Regions from separate parts of the Hordeum vulgare genome. Here regions 1 and 2 are each linked to region 3. A link is a contact called in public Hi-C data. All regions are on one chromosome and are shown on one strand. The core of a region is the stretch at or near the end of the contact, and the rest is flanking DNA. Distances in the headings are between cores, read along the strand shown. Region 1 holds the start of LOC123430204 (protein indeterminate-domain 16). Region 2 has its middle 99 kb from the start of LOC123430204. Region 3 holds the start of LOC123426531 (splicing factor-like protein 1).

Region 1 (4,646 bases), core at 266-2,765, 750 kb after region 3:
CCTGCACACCTGTATCTGTATATACACATGTATATGTATACGTATATATTGGTGTCAAAAGCGCGTCAGCTTGCGTTTTGCTGACATAAACAAACATAACTCAACAAACACAACTGCAGTCAGTGTATGGCATCATTCTGCTTTTCTCCCCACTGTTCAGCCATTATGAGAAGCCATATACGCAGTGAACAATTTAAGGTGACTGAGACCAGTTTGCAACTTAGCATGCTGACTAGGATGAAATCTGGCTTCTTGCCTGATCTTCCTTGTTCATCTAGGGCAGGCAGTCCACTAGCATGGCCAAAAGGAGCTGAAATCATCCAAACTTGATGGCCAATATTAATTTTTTGTCAGACGTACTGCTGTCACCGCACTAGCTCAACAGTACAGAGGGATCCGTCCAGCCTCTGTCTAGCAAAGAGAGAAATATACTCTTTAATTTACTACAATTAGTTTGGTTTCTGAACTGATCAGTTGTTTACTCCCTTGTTTCTTTAAGGCAGGCTGCTGCAATTAAGCATGCGCCCTCATTCCATAATATTAAAGAACTAATTAAGCATGCATGTACACCCGATGGAGTAAAGAGGAATAACCGTTTCCTTGATGCATGCATCAACCAGGTGATTATCGTCTCATACAGAACGTGACTGGCACTCACAACACAGGAGCTACGAGAGAGAGAGAGAGAGAGAGAGTTACAGCTAGCAATGGCGACCAGCAAGCATCGATCTCCGACCATGTCGGTGCAGTTGGCCGACCAACCTAGTCAAGGATGGAAGCGCTGCATGCAGGCGTGGCAGGTGATCTCGAGCGCGGCGGCGGAGGCGGCGGAGCCGAGCCGCCTGGCGGCGATCTGCTTCATCCGCTCCACCCGCTCCACCTCCTCGCGGGCGCGCTCCCAGATCATCCTCGCGCGCGCGAACTCCCTCTCGGCGAGCTCCAGCTCCCGCTTCGCCAGCTCCCGGACGCGCTCCGCGTAGGCGCGCTCCGCCGACGCCATCCGCGCCTGCTCCGCCGTCTGCTGCTTCACGGCGCGGACGTCCACCGTCACCTGCTGCTGCTGCTGCTGCAGCTGCCTCGCAGCGCTGGCGGCCACGGTCGCCGCCACCCTCCTGCTCTCGTTAGCCGGTGGAGTCGGCGGCGCCGGCCGTGGCAGCTGCAGCAGCTGCTGCTGCCTCGGCCCAATGCTCATGGACAGGTCCAGGTCCAGCTGCTGGTGGTCGCTGCCGGCGCTAACCGGCGCATCCCGGATCACTCGAGCAGCGGCTGCGGGGAGCAGCAGCTGGAGCCCCCTCTCCCCTTGCTCATCCATGGAAGATCGAGACCAAGCAGTCAGGTAGGTATATCTCTTGCTTGCTCGCGTTGCGCTCTGGCTTGTTAGCCTAGCTTAGTTAGGAGGCGTTATGCGTTACGCTGCGTATAGGATTACTATATATGGGTGTTTATACATCTTCCGATCGAGCGAGCGAGCGGGCGAAAGCAAGGAGCATCTAGCTAGCGTGCGCTTTTACCGGAACGCCCCTGGCGTCATCTGCAGCACTAGGCAGTGTGCCTTTGTACAGTCTGCGCATGGGGGGGACATATGTGTGTCCGTGCCACGAGGACGTACCCCTCCTTGGTTTCAGGCCGCAGCAGCTGCTGGTTTGTGCGGACCACAAGGAAATGCACCACATCTCTCGTCGATGCAGCCCTGTCTCTGCAAAATCTCTTGTATGTATCTCGTGGACGTAATTCAGTTTTTTCTTCTTCCGCTTTGCCCGTGCATGCGTACGGCGATACGAGTAGGAGTACAAGGTACTCTACTAGACGCCGCTCAAGGAAGAAAGGGAAGGGAAGGGATCGATGCCGCCGGCCAAATCTGCGATGGGGCATAGCATAGGGATAGGGAGCTCAGGACGTTCTTTCATGGCTGCTTTTGTTCCACATGCTGCATGCCTCGCGCTTTACGGGTTGGCAATGCCACAATAATTCTCGACGTGCATGCACATGTTTAGTTTTCATGGGGCGCGTCTCGGCCTGTGAGGCCTTTATGGTAGGCCTAACTCTGTCCGCTCTGTAAAAATCAAAAGAACAAAGGGATCCATCGAAAAAGAAGGGTGCAAAAACTATTCGCCTACAGGCAATCGGGCTTCTTCGTTGGACCTTCGCTTAATCCCCGCTTTTCCCTTTTGCAGTTCTGCTTACTGCCTTGCGTATTGGGATCCTTAATCAATGCATCGATCCTTATTGTCTTATTGACTCAATCCATCGTCACCTTTAAAAACATGAACTACCTACAAGACTCACAACTAGCTACAAGACAACATGACTTCCCGACTCCCATGTCGCCCCCATGGGCGGTCTGGGAAAAACCCTAGCCGCCGTCGGAGACACCTCCCCTCCGGTCCGTCCTTCCCTCGCCGTCACATGGCGGGACAGACGGTTGGCGTACCCTAAATGAGTATTGTGATCATGTGGACGAAACGGCGGCGCTCGAAACTAGAGATGGTGATGGTCTTCTCTGATGACGGTGGTATGTGACGTCTCCCTCTAACTCCAGACCGGGTTTGATCCAGCTTGGCAGGTGCTACACACGCCGACTCTTGCGGATGTGTCAAGTCATGTCTGTCGTCGGCAGGTGTCACGCATGGGGACTTAAGCGGAAGCATCAAGTCATACCTGCTGCCGATAGGTAATACGCGTAATCAACGTGTGATCGTCGAGATCAGGGATCGGGGAGAACCCCTTTTGTTATTCGGCGAGGAGCTAAAACACTCACAAATTCTCACAGCTTCCTATGAAATGATGATAAAAGTAGTTAGCCAGGTTTAGATTACCCATAGGTGTAATACCCTACTCTTACTTTATGTGCGTTTGTTGGATGTTCAAAAATGAATTACAAGCTCAAGTTGAGTGCTCCCAGCTAATTTGGGAAGTGTTCGGGTGGGTTCCTGGCTACCTCGAGCACACTTCTCTTCTTTCTATATCTAGTTCGTCTCTGAAAGTTTGATATGAAGTTCTTGGGATCTTCCCTCGATGACCATGGATCTCCCCTTATATAGAGTTGAGGGGTTCCACATTGGTCTCTCATGTAAAAATGATACAAAAAGATTATTGTTGGGAAACATGGTAGAAAACAAACAAAATTGCCATACGAATCAAGTTCTTAGGATTACTATGAAGATGCATACAAAGTTAGATCTAATTTATAAAATTTGAGTCGCAACGACAGAAAAACCGGTGTAAATTGTGCTTGAAGTCCCTTGAACCGTCAAACACACAATTCCCTTGAATGAAGAGCGAAACACGGTCTCACTACGGATTGCACCAATACGAGATCGACGGCCTGGCAGCGCTCCGCCGTCCTGAGCTAAGCGTCAGCAAAGAACTAGAGTAGGGAAAATTAGCCTTGCGGCAACTCTCTACTTTTGTGGAGAATTAGAGGGATAGAGGACGCCGACAGTTGCAAGAGAAACATGTGTCTCATAGGATGTGTGTATTGGAAAAATACATCCTACTATCATGGGATAGTTACCCCATATGTCCCGTATACTATTATGTGATAGTATATATACAAATTTAACATTCTAAATATGTTCATATACTATATCTAATATATTTCAAAGCAATAATACAAAAAATTAGATGTGAGTCCATAGTTTTTTGTATATTTTGAAAACATCTTCTTATTTGTACGTATAAAATAATATGCTTAAAATAGTACATACTATCAAAAATATCATACATATCACCCAAATATTTTTATATACTACATATTATATGTACATACTATTGGTTTGGACAAATACTACATAAAACATACAAAGCTCACGTGAGGGTAACTACCACCGATGATAGGAAACATTCGGAACATGGTTGTGTACTCTTGGGAGTAACGTACTCCCGCTCCACATAAAACACATAGATGAATCTTTTATACCTTTTTATTGTTTTTAATAGATCTCAATAATAATTCCTGGATACCTTAGAGTGATTTTCATGAAAAATGACATCCAAGATCACAAATTTTATTTTATTTGCAAGTAAGCTGGATTATTGTATGTAAAAGTTATATATTGTATAAACCAATGGTGTCAATGATATTTTTTTGTGAAACTTGTATTGAGGTATATTAGAATAATTAATAATTTATATTGAGAATGATAAAGAGGTATAATATGCTTGTTTAATAGGTATATTTGAATGTGGGAGTACACACTCCTAGTAGTATATAAAGATATTTGAATGTATGTGTATGTGTGTGTGTGTAGGAGGGAGGCATGCCTACTTGAACTCCTCTCTTGGGCGCCGAACAAGGAGGAGGAGGTGTTGATACGTCCCAAGCGTATCTATAATTTTTTCTTGTTCCATGATCTTTTGGATGACATTGTTATACGTTTTGCTACACTTCTATATCTTTTTACACATATTTGGACTAACCTACTAACTCAGTGCACCCAATGCCAGTTTCTGTCTGCTGATGTCTTTTTTGCACGGGCTTTTACTCAAATTTACACAGCCCCAAAAATCCTGAGAAAAATATATAAAAATCAGCGTAACAAAAGCTTCCAGACGCCCGAAGGAGAGCCCAGAAGGGGTAGTGAGGCACGCATCGTGTTGTTGCCATCAAGGGTAAAAATATGGGGTTTACATCATTGGTTTGAGTT
Region 2 (4,396 bases), core at 276-2,775, 650 kb after region 3:
AACGAGAGGTAGAGAGTGCACGCCAGGAGATAGGACACAGGAGAGAGGATGTGGTAGAATATTCTCATTTCAAATTCGATGATCCGCTACAGTACAATGCTCTGCTTTATATATAGCAGGCCCAATGCACACCCCTTTCACCCCCGAGAGGCCCAGCCCAGCATCCCGTACATGCCCGATTCAAATAAGCCATCGCGCGCCAGCCGCCGCCGCCTGATCGCCGGCTCCCTCCTGCTAACTGCCTAACTGACAGTAGTAGTACCAACAGATTGCTGCTAGAAAGTGAAGAACAACATGCCATCTGCGGCGAGTGGCATGGCATGAAGCCAATATCTTTACTGCTGGGAGTGCAAGCAACATAATTAACGTTGATGGTCAAAAGGCTGGGCATATGGTGCTCATTTAGGAATTCTAATATTCTCTTATGATGTATTTGGCCTTTTGCAACCACCATGATGGTTGGGGACACTGATGATCATTCAGGACTTGAAAAGAGGCATAGACAACAAATGAGCAGCATTTTAATTTTATCTCGTGCATTCAGTTATTTCTTGTCTTTATTACATTTATATGGCATTTTATTAATTATGTACATATATATGCTCACCATATCACCGTATGGATGTTTATAAAAAATTGCCGGATCCCATATTGCCCCGTCCCGTACAGGTGCTTCATAGGCCTTATTTGTTTGGGTTTTGCTTCTGTTTTTGTAGGTTTTCCATTTTTGCCAAAAAAGACACAAAATCTTCTAAATATGGGTTTTTTCTTTGGTTTTTGGCTTACAATTCAATATTATTATAAAATGGTATATGCCAAAAGCCGAAGCAAAAAACACCTATTTAGGAGTTTTTTTTCTTTTTTCTTGTCAAAGTGAAAAGGTTGCAAAAGCAGAAGCAAAAGTCCAAACAAACAGGGCTATAGGATGTTATTGGAATTGGTTAGCCAAGAGTCCACGAGATGAAAGGTGTATGCATGTACTATATTAGCCTATGGCTAGCTATGCAACATCAAGTGCGTGAGTTTAATCATCCTTCAAATTATGTCAACTATTCTCAGTAAAACTTGTCATTTTTATTGTTGGCTCTCCAATAAATTGTTGATGGGTGATCACTTTACGGAAGCCCATCTCTGTGCCCTTCCAAACTATGCTGCGGTCTGCAGTTTACACGACACACATCCCATGTTATCACCGGTGCGCTCTGCCCGGCTTCAAGGACCTCATCAGCATATCACTTTACAGTGCTCATGAAGCCCTTTGTGTCACCATCTCTTTGCCAGCAGCAGTGGTTGATCCATCACCTCAAGATTGTGCATTCATGGGACTCAACTTGAGATTCTCTTCATATGGTTGGTTCCTGATTAACCAATCGAGGCTACTGGTTCAGTTCCCACGTCGACGGGTTAGCTTATGGTTTTGCTTGTCTCCATGTGGGTTAGCTAGTTTCTCGTCTCAAGGGCTTGAACCTGCATCGCACATGCGTACATGGGCCCCGTGGGCCGACATATTGTTTGGTGCAAAGCTCATCCACCAGCACATGTGTGGCGGGCCTGTGGGTGGTCACCGTGGTTTCCTCTGTTCATCGTCAAGCGAATCCACACTGATTACATGCCATGTCGCTCTCATGAGCAGCGTACATTGCTATCTTTTCTTTTTTATTCGCTTGCACTAAAACGCTGTCCTCATGCTCCGAAAATCCGTAACTGATCAAGAGCTCATATGCTCCTGAATGAACAGTAAATTTAGATAAATTAGTAGTAAAATATTTAAGAATTCTGATTTTTTTCACATCATATACGGACAAGTTCTCTATGTGCGTGCAAAATTGACAATGTGACATTGGGGGAGCTCATGGGAGAAAAAACAGAAAATTTTCAACCTTTCTCAAACTCTGATTCTTGTTTTCTTTTCGCCCAGAGCTCCTCTGATGCCGCATCGCCACGAAATTCTGCACAAGACTAGAAAACTAGCGCGTCTTTGGTGTTGAAAAAAAATCAAATGTTTTTTATTAATTACTGGTACTTTTTTTACTGATGGTCCTTGTGCACCAAAACGCTGCCCTGGGATTGTTCTTGCATGTTACAACGTGCATCGCCGCTCTGGAAGATGTACTTTCGGCAGCCTCCAGTGAAATGGGATAAATACAAATCATGTCGTCCCCTTGACCATGAGAGCTGCCTCCGTGCTTCACTATGTAGCATGATGCATGGATGGATGTATCTGTTCATGTCAATCTGAATCCAGTCTTTCTCAGCTTCTTCTTTGTTTCTTTCATTTGTCTTTTCAGGGGATATAGGCTGACAGCTGCATGATAGTGAGTGATTATCTGTTTGCTTCTGTGTGGAGAATTCCTAGTTTTGGATCATTTGAGTTGTCATGTTTCCCTTGAATATATATTCCTTATTGTTCATGATCACTGATTCTGGACTTACATGGAGAATCTAACTGCATCGCCGTATACCTTGGTGATGAACAATACCATATCCATTTTTTTTGCTGGGTAAGATTTTTTGGTATTGCAGGGTAAGAAATTAACACAACATTTCAAGAATCGGCTGATAGCTCATATTGATTATGGTTCTATACATGTTGTCGTAAGGGGCCGATTGTTTTTGACCAATTCTGTACTCAACAATATGGTTCTATACATCTTGTCATTCTTTCACTTACCGAAAAGGGTTCTTTAACGTCTCGATTACTTTAGATTGAGATTTTTTTTGCCAGTGTGATAATGAATCCAAGAAATATCGGCTGGTTAGGTGAAGCATATTATGCCGACGTAAAAGTCAAGGGGGCTTTGGGATTCAAGATCTTGAGATTAAATACATCACTCTTTTGAGTAAATGGGTTTACAAACTACTCATACAAAAAGGTGTGTGGCAGGAAATCATTCGTAACAAGTACGCGGGGTCCAAAGTCATTTCTCAAGTTCATTGGAAACCCCGTGATTCCCATTTTTGGAGTGGTGTGATGACGGCCAAGGAATTCTTTTTCTAATTTGACACTTTCTCGGTTAGGGATGGTTCTCATATTTGATTCTGGGAAGACACATGGCTGGGGGCCACACTACTTAACGTGCAATAACCTAGCTTGTATAGGATCGTTAGACATAAATTCGTCACGATCAAACAAGTTTTGACACGAAAACGCTGATATTTCTTTCCGAATGGGACCTTTTAGGACCTCTGCTGGCAGCATGGAATGCATTGGTCCTACATCTGGAGATCATTCAACTGTCACGCAAACCAGGCAAGTTTCGATGGAATTTGGATCAAAATGGTAGGTTTACAGTCAAATCCTTGTACGATGCAATGGTTCATTATGATGTTCTAGTTGATAAGAAGAAATTGTGGAAGCTAAAAATTTCCTCTAAGAGTGAAGATTTTCCTGTGGTTTTTAAACAGAGGGGTCATCTTGACTAGAAATAACTTGGCACGACGTAATTGAAAATGTAGCAAGACATATGTCTTTTGCCAACATGACGAGTCCATTAAACATTTATTTCTTGAGTGTAAGTACAGTCGTGTAGTCTGGGCCATAGTCCAGGTAGCTCCATGGAAGGGCATATTCCTAACCTAGTGGTTTTGGTCATTGATGACAATGCATTTGCGGATTAATCGTGTGCATTAAGCCTTTCAGACATTTTATCATATGGCACAAGAAGATTCTCGCCCCTCGGTGGATTAGAGTGAAGACGGTTTATTTCCCGCGTTTCATTTTCGGTGGACATGAGTCATAGGAAAACCACACTATTAAGAGGGGGTCTGCATCAGAAAGGTTCTGGTGGACTCACCACATACACATTCTTTCACACCCATGTTCCTTTCCCGCATCTTTTGTAATGCCCCAAGAGTGTAACTTGTCATATTTGGAACCTTCTGTATGTGGGTCCATCATGTCAGTGCCATGAGAGTTATTCCATGTGTTATTTCATGTGTGTCACCTTGTCTTGTTTCCCTTTTGCATTCATGCATCCATTAATCCATGCCTATTGTGTTTGTTGCCTTGTGATCATATGTATGTGGTGTGATGTCATGTGATGATGTATGATGTGTGTTTATATGTGTTGATGACTGGAGTGTTGTGGAGTGGTGCAATTGTAGTAGGAAGCACTATGTGGATTTCAAATAGGATTCAAAAACATTCCCTTTCTCTATTTATCTCAAGCCAAGATTCTTTTGCTCCTTCTCTATTTCAAAAATGCCCATGTTTTAGTATGTATTGTGGTGGATGTGAGGATATGAATTTGCTGTTTTGAAACTATAGTTTAAAGGTGCAAATATTCATAAAACAGATCAAATAAATTCTGTTTTGTAAATATTTAGTTGCTCCAAATATTTCTTTTCCATTTTATTTAAATGGGTCATAATTCCCTTATGACCAGGGGTATTTTGT
Region 3 (4,272 bases), core at 1,164-3,663:
TCTCAAATCAGCCCTAAAACCTCCGTATACATAGGGGGAAGAGGGGGAGCCTTGTCTTGGGGTCCAAGGACCCTCAAGGAGTTCGGCCGAGCCAAGCGGGGGAGTCCTCCCCTTCCAAACCGAATCCAACTAGGTTTGGAAGGAGGAGTCCTTCCCCCTTTTCCCACCTCCTCTTTTTTTTCTCTTTGATTTCTTCCTATGGCGCATAGGGCCTTCTTGGGCTGTCCCACCAGCCCACTAAGGGCTGGTGCGCCACCCCCAAGGCCTATGGGCTTCCCCGGGGTGGGTTGCCCCCCCGGTGAACACCCGGAACCCATTCGTCATTCCCGGTACATTCCCGGTAACTCCGAAAACCTTCCGATAATCAAATGAGGTCATCCTACATATCAATCTTCGTTTCCGGACCATCCCGGAAACCCCCGAGACGTCCGTTATCTCATCCGGGACTCCGAACAACATTCGGTAACCAACCATATAACTCAAATACGCATAAAACAACGTCGAACCTTAAGTGTGCAGACCCTGCGGGTTCGAGAACTATGTAGACATGACCCGAGTGACTCCTCGGTCAATATCCAATAGCGGGACCTGGATGCCCATATTGGATCCCACATATTCTACGAAGATCTTACCGTTTGAACCTCAGTGCCAAGGATTCATATAATCCCGTATGTCATTCCCTTCGTCCTTCGGTATGTTACTTTCCCGAGATTCGATCGTCGGTATCCGCATACCTGTTTCAATCTCGTTTACCGGCAAGTCTCTTTACTCGTTCCGTAATACAAGATCCCGCAACTTACACTAAGTTACATTGCTTGCAAGGCTTGTGTGTGATGTTGTATTACCGAGTGGGCCCCGAGATACCTCTCCGTCACACGGAGTGACAAATCCCAGTCTCGATCCATACTAACTCAACGAACACCTTCGGAGATACCTGTAGAGCATCTTTATAGTCACCCAGTTACGTTGCGATGTTTGATACACACAAAGCATTCCTCCGGTGTCAGTGAGTTATATGATCTCATGGTCATAGGAACAAATACTTGACACGCAGAAAACAGTAGCAACAAAATGACACGATCAACATGCTACGTCTATTAGTTTGGGTCTAGTCCATCACGTGATTCTCCTAATGACGTGATCCAGTTATCAAGCAACAACACCTTGTTCATAATCAGAAGACCCTGACTATCTTTGATCAACTGGCTAGCCAACTAGAGGCTTGCTAGGGACAGTGTTTTGTCTATGTATCCACACATGTATATAAGTCTTCATTCAATACAATTATAGCATGGATAATAAACGATTATCTTGATACAGGAATTATAATAATAACTATATTTATTATTGCCTCTAGGGCATAATTCCAACAATAGCTTGTGGCGAGTGTAAGCCAACTCCTTATCTCATCTTTTCGACACATGTACTTGTAACGATATCCATTCTTGCGAAATGATGAGATGCGTTTCTATCCCTGTCGAGGCCCTTGCGCCAAAATAAAGATAGGATCACATCTTAACGTTACATAAATGCGAAAGTAAATATTCATGGTTTGAGTAAGGATGAAGGGGTTACTCAAAAGAAGAGAGTAACGATGACGGGGAGAGCCCAAACATAGTTTCCATCTGTATTTAGCTTGTCCACTAATACCAAACGGGACAACCGATAGTAGCAATGTTTGTCTAACCCTTCATCGTCCATGTTAAAATGAGATGCTTAGCATACGACCATCATGTGAAACCAATTGCAGTTGTGGTCACACTTTTGTTACCAATGTTATATACATTGGTATTATTTGGTCTCCTACCCCTGATAACAACACGGCAACCGGAATGCTCCATCATGTATAACTATTGATGCCAAGAACCATACGGTAATTTAGTAGAGTTTAAGAGGAGACGACACACAATGCTTGTAGGAAGAGACAGTCTGAGCATTTGCGATTGCCATAGAAAAACATTTTGATTTGTATTGCCTTTATAGACTGTTCTACACATTTGCAATTGCCATAGATGAACAATTTCATTTCTTATTATCTTTATAAATTGTTTTGCTCCATAACAGCGCACGTGCATCCAACTAGTATGGACCTAAATATAAGACCTTTTAAAAATTCTACTATGAACTACGTACGGAATAAAATGAGTGAACATATACTCTAAAATATGTCTATATATATCCGTATGTAGTCCATAATGTAATCTTTAAAAGGTCTTATATTTAGGAACGGAGGGAGTAGGAGGTACAACACTTCTCCAAGGGGTCTCTCTCTAAAAAAACACTTCTCCAAGGGGTGTGAACCCATTATACATCTGGCCCATGAATTCCCCACCAAAGAGCCCGACTCCTTTTGTCAGTTTTGGCCCAGCACGTTGTCCAGAGTAATCCGATCGAACACAACCGCCTCTCCCCGAAATCGTATCTCCACGGGACAAATCTCCCACGAGTCATAAAACCGAAATCGCGAGAAGCGAATTCCCCACAGCTTTCCTCCTTCTACCAGACGCCGCAGCCATGGCTTCTGCCGAAACCCTAGCCCGTTCCCCATCTCGCGAGCCCTCGTCCGACCCCCCCCGCGATGCCCCCCGCGACGCCTCCTCCGAGCCCCACCACAACGGCTCAGCCAACGCCGCTGGCGACGGCGACTCGTCTTCCCGCCGCCGCCGCCGCAGCCGATGGGAGCAGTCCAACGACGAGTCCGGTGCCAATTCAGGCGGTGAGGGCGGCGCGGGAGGACGGAAGCGGAAGTCGCGCTGGGCCGAGGAGGAGCCCCGCCCGACCATCGCACTTCCGGATTTCATGAAGGACTTCGCCGCCGAGATGGATCCCGAGGTGCACAACCTCAACTCGCGCCTCCTAGAGATTTCGCGCCTGCTGCAGTCGGGGCTACCCCTCGACGACCGCCCTGAGGGCGCCCGCTCGCCGTCCCCTGAGCCGATATATGATAACCTGGGCATCCGCATCAACACCCGCGAATACCGAGCGAGGGAGCGCCTTAACCGCGAGCGGCAGGAGATCATCTCCCAGCTGATCCGCCGGAATCCCGCCTTCAAGCCCCCGGCGGATTACCGCCCACCCAAGCTCCATAAGAAGCTCTACATCCCCATGAAGGAGTACCCTGGGTACAACTTTATTGGACTCATTATTGGGCCCCGTGGCAACACACAGAAGCGGATGGAGAAGGAGACAGGGGCCAAGATCGTAATCCGAGGGAAGGGCAGCGTCAAGGAAGGGAAGTTGTTGCAGAAGAGGGACTTGAAGCCAGATCCCAGTGAGAACGAGGACCTTCATGTGCTTGTCGAGGCTGATACTGAAGAAGCGTTGGAGGCTGCTGCAGGCATGGTGGAGAAGCTGCTTACCCCTGTGGACGAAGTGCTAAATGAGCACAAACGCCAGCAGCTGCGTGAGCTTGCAGCTCTGAATGGAACAATCAGGGATGATGAGTTCTGTAGGACTTGCGGGGAGCCGGGTCACCGGCAGTATGCATGCCCGAACAGGACAACGACTTTTAAGAGCGAGGTGCAGTGTAAGATCTGTGGTGACGGTGGGCACCCGACAATTGATTGTCCAGTGAAGGGTACATCTGGGAAGAAAATGGATGACGAATACCAGAACTTCCTTGCTGAGCTTGGTGGCAGTGCACCTGAGTCGATGAACAAGTCTGGTGGTCCGATGCTGGCTATAACAGGTAGTGGTGGTGGTGGTGGTGGCGGTGGTGGTGGGAGTGGTAGTAACTCACCCTGGGCTGCGGGTAATGGTGCAGCAACAGCAGGAGCCAACGGGCTCAAGAAAGACTATGACGAGACCAATCTTTATATTGGGTACTTGCCACCTATGTTTGATGATTCAGGTCTGATCAACCTATTTTCACAATTTGGGGAGATTGTCATGGCAAAGGTTATAAAGGATCGCAACACAGGGCAGAGCAAAGGGTATGGATTTGTAAAATATTCAGATGTCTCACAGGCTAATGCAGCTATTGCTGCGATGAGTGGTTACCATCTTGAAGGGAGAACTATTGCAGTCAGAGTTGCAGGCAAGCCACCACAGCCAGCTGCGCCCCCTGGTCCTCCAGCAGGGTCAGCACCACCAATGTACCACTCTGGAGATCCTTCTGCTGGTGGCTACAACTCGCAGCCCTACATAGGAGGGCATCCACCACCACCACCTCCTCCAGGTAGCTATGCTCCAGTTCCTTGGGGGCAACCACCACCTTATGCTTCGTACCCTCCACCGCCACCAGGCATGTACAATCCTGCACCTGGCCAGACT

What was found. Hi-C and Micro-C count contacts between places; a contact is called where the count stands out from the background.
Region 1: a contact with region 3 is called in a Hi-C map of leaf, with 2.0 times the contacts expected there. The contact joins the promoter of LOC123430204 here to the promoter of LOC123426531 in region 3. A contact is called at or near these places in 2 of 6 Hi-C or Micro-C datasets (leaf and seedling).
Region 2: a Hi-C map of leaf shows a contact between it and region 3, with 4 times the contacts expected there. The contact joins the enhancer-like site here to the promoter of LOC123426531 in region 3. A contact is called at or near these places in 2 of 6 Hi-C or Micro-C datasets (leaf and seedling).

The regions. Positions count from the first base shown.
Region 1 is chr2H:431,592,256-431,596,901 of MorexV3_pseudomolecules_assembly, forward strand. LOC123430204 (protein indeterminate-domain 16) reads right to left here and starts at 1,516. Exons shown (of 1, transcript XM_045114092.1): 1 at 580-1,516. The coding sequence starts at 1,312. The coding sequence ends at 767.
Region 2 is chr2H:431,492,281-431,496,676 of MorexV3_pseudomolecules_assembly, forward strand. No RefSeq gene overlaps it. Among protein-coding and RNA genes, the nearest start is that of LOC123430204, 99 kb to the right of the region's middle. Within about 2 kb of position 1,526, at least 3 of the 3 cell types and tissues checked have open chromatin away from gene starts, as enhancers often do. A contact at or near this core is called in leaf and seedling, where this site is marked.
Region 3 is chr2H:430,846,018-430,850,289 of MorexV3_pseudomolecules_assembly, forward strand. LOC123426531 (splicing factor-like protein 1) reads left to right here and starts at 2,414. Exons shown (of 2, transcript XM_045110370.1): 1 at 2,414-4,272. The coding sequence starts at 2,515.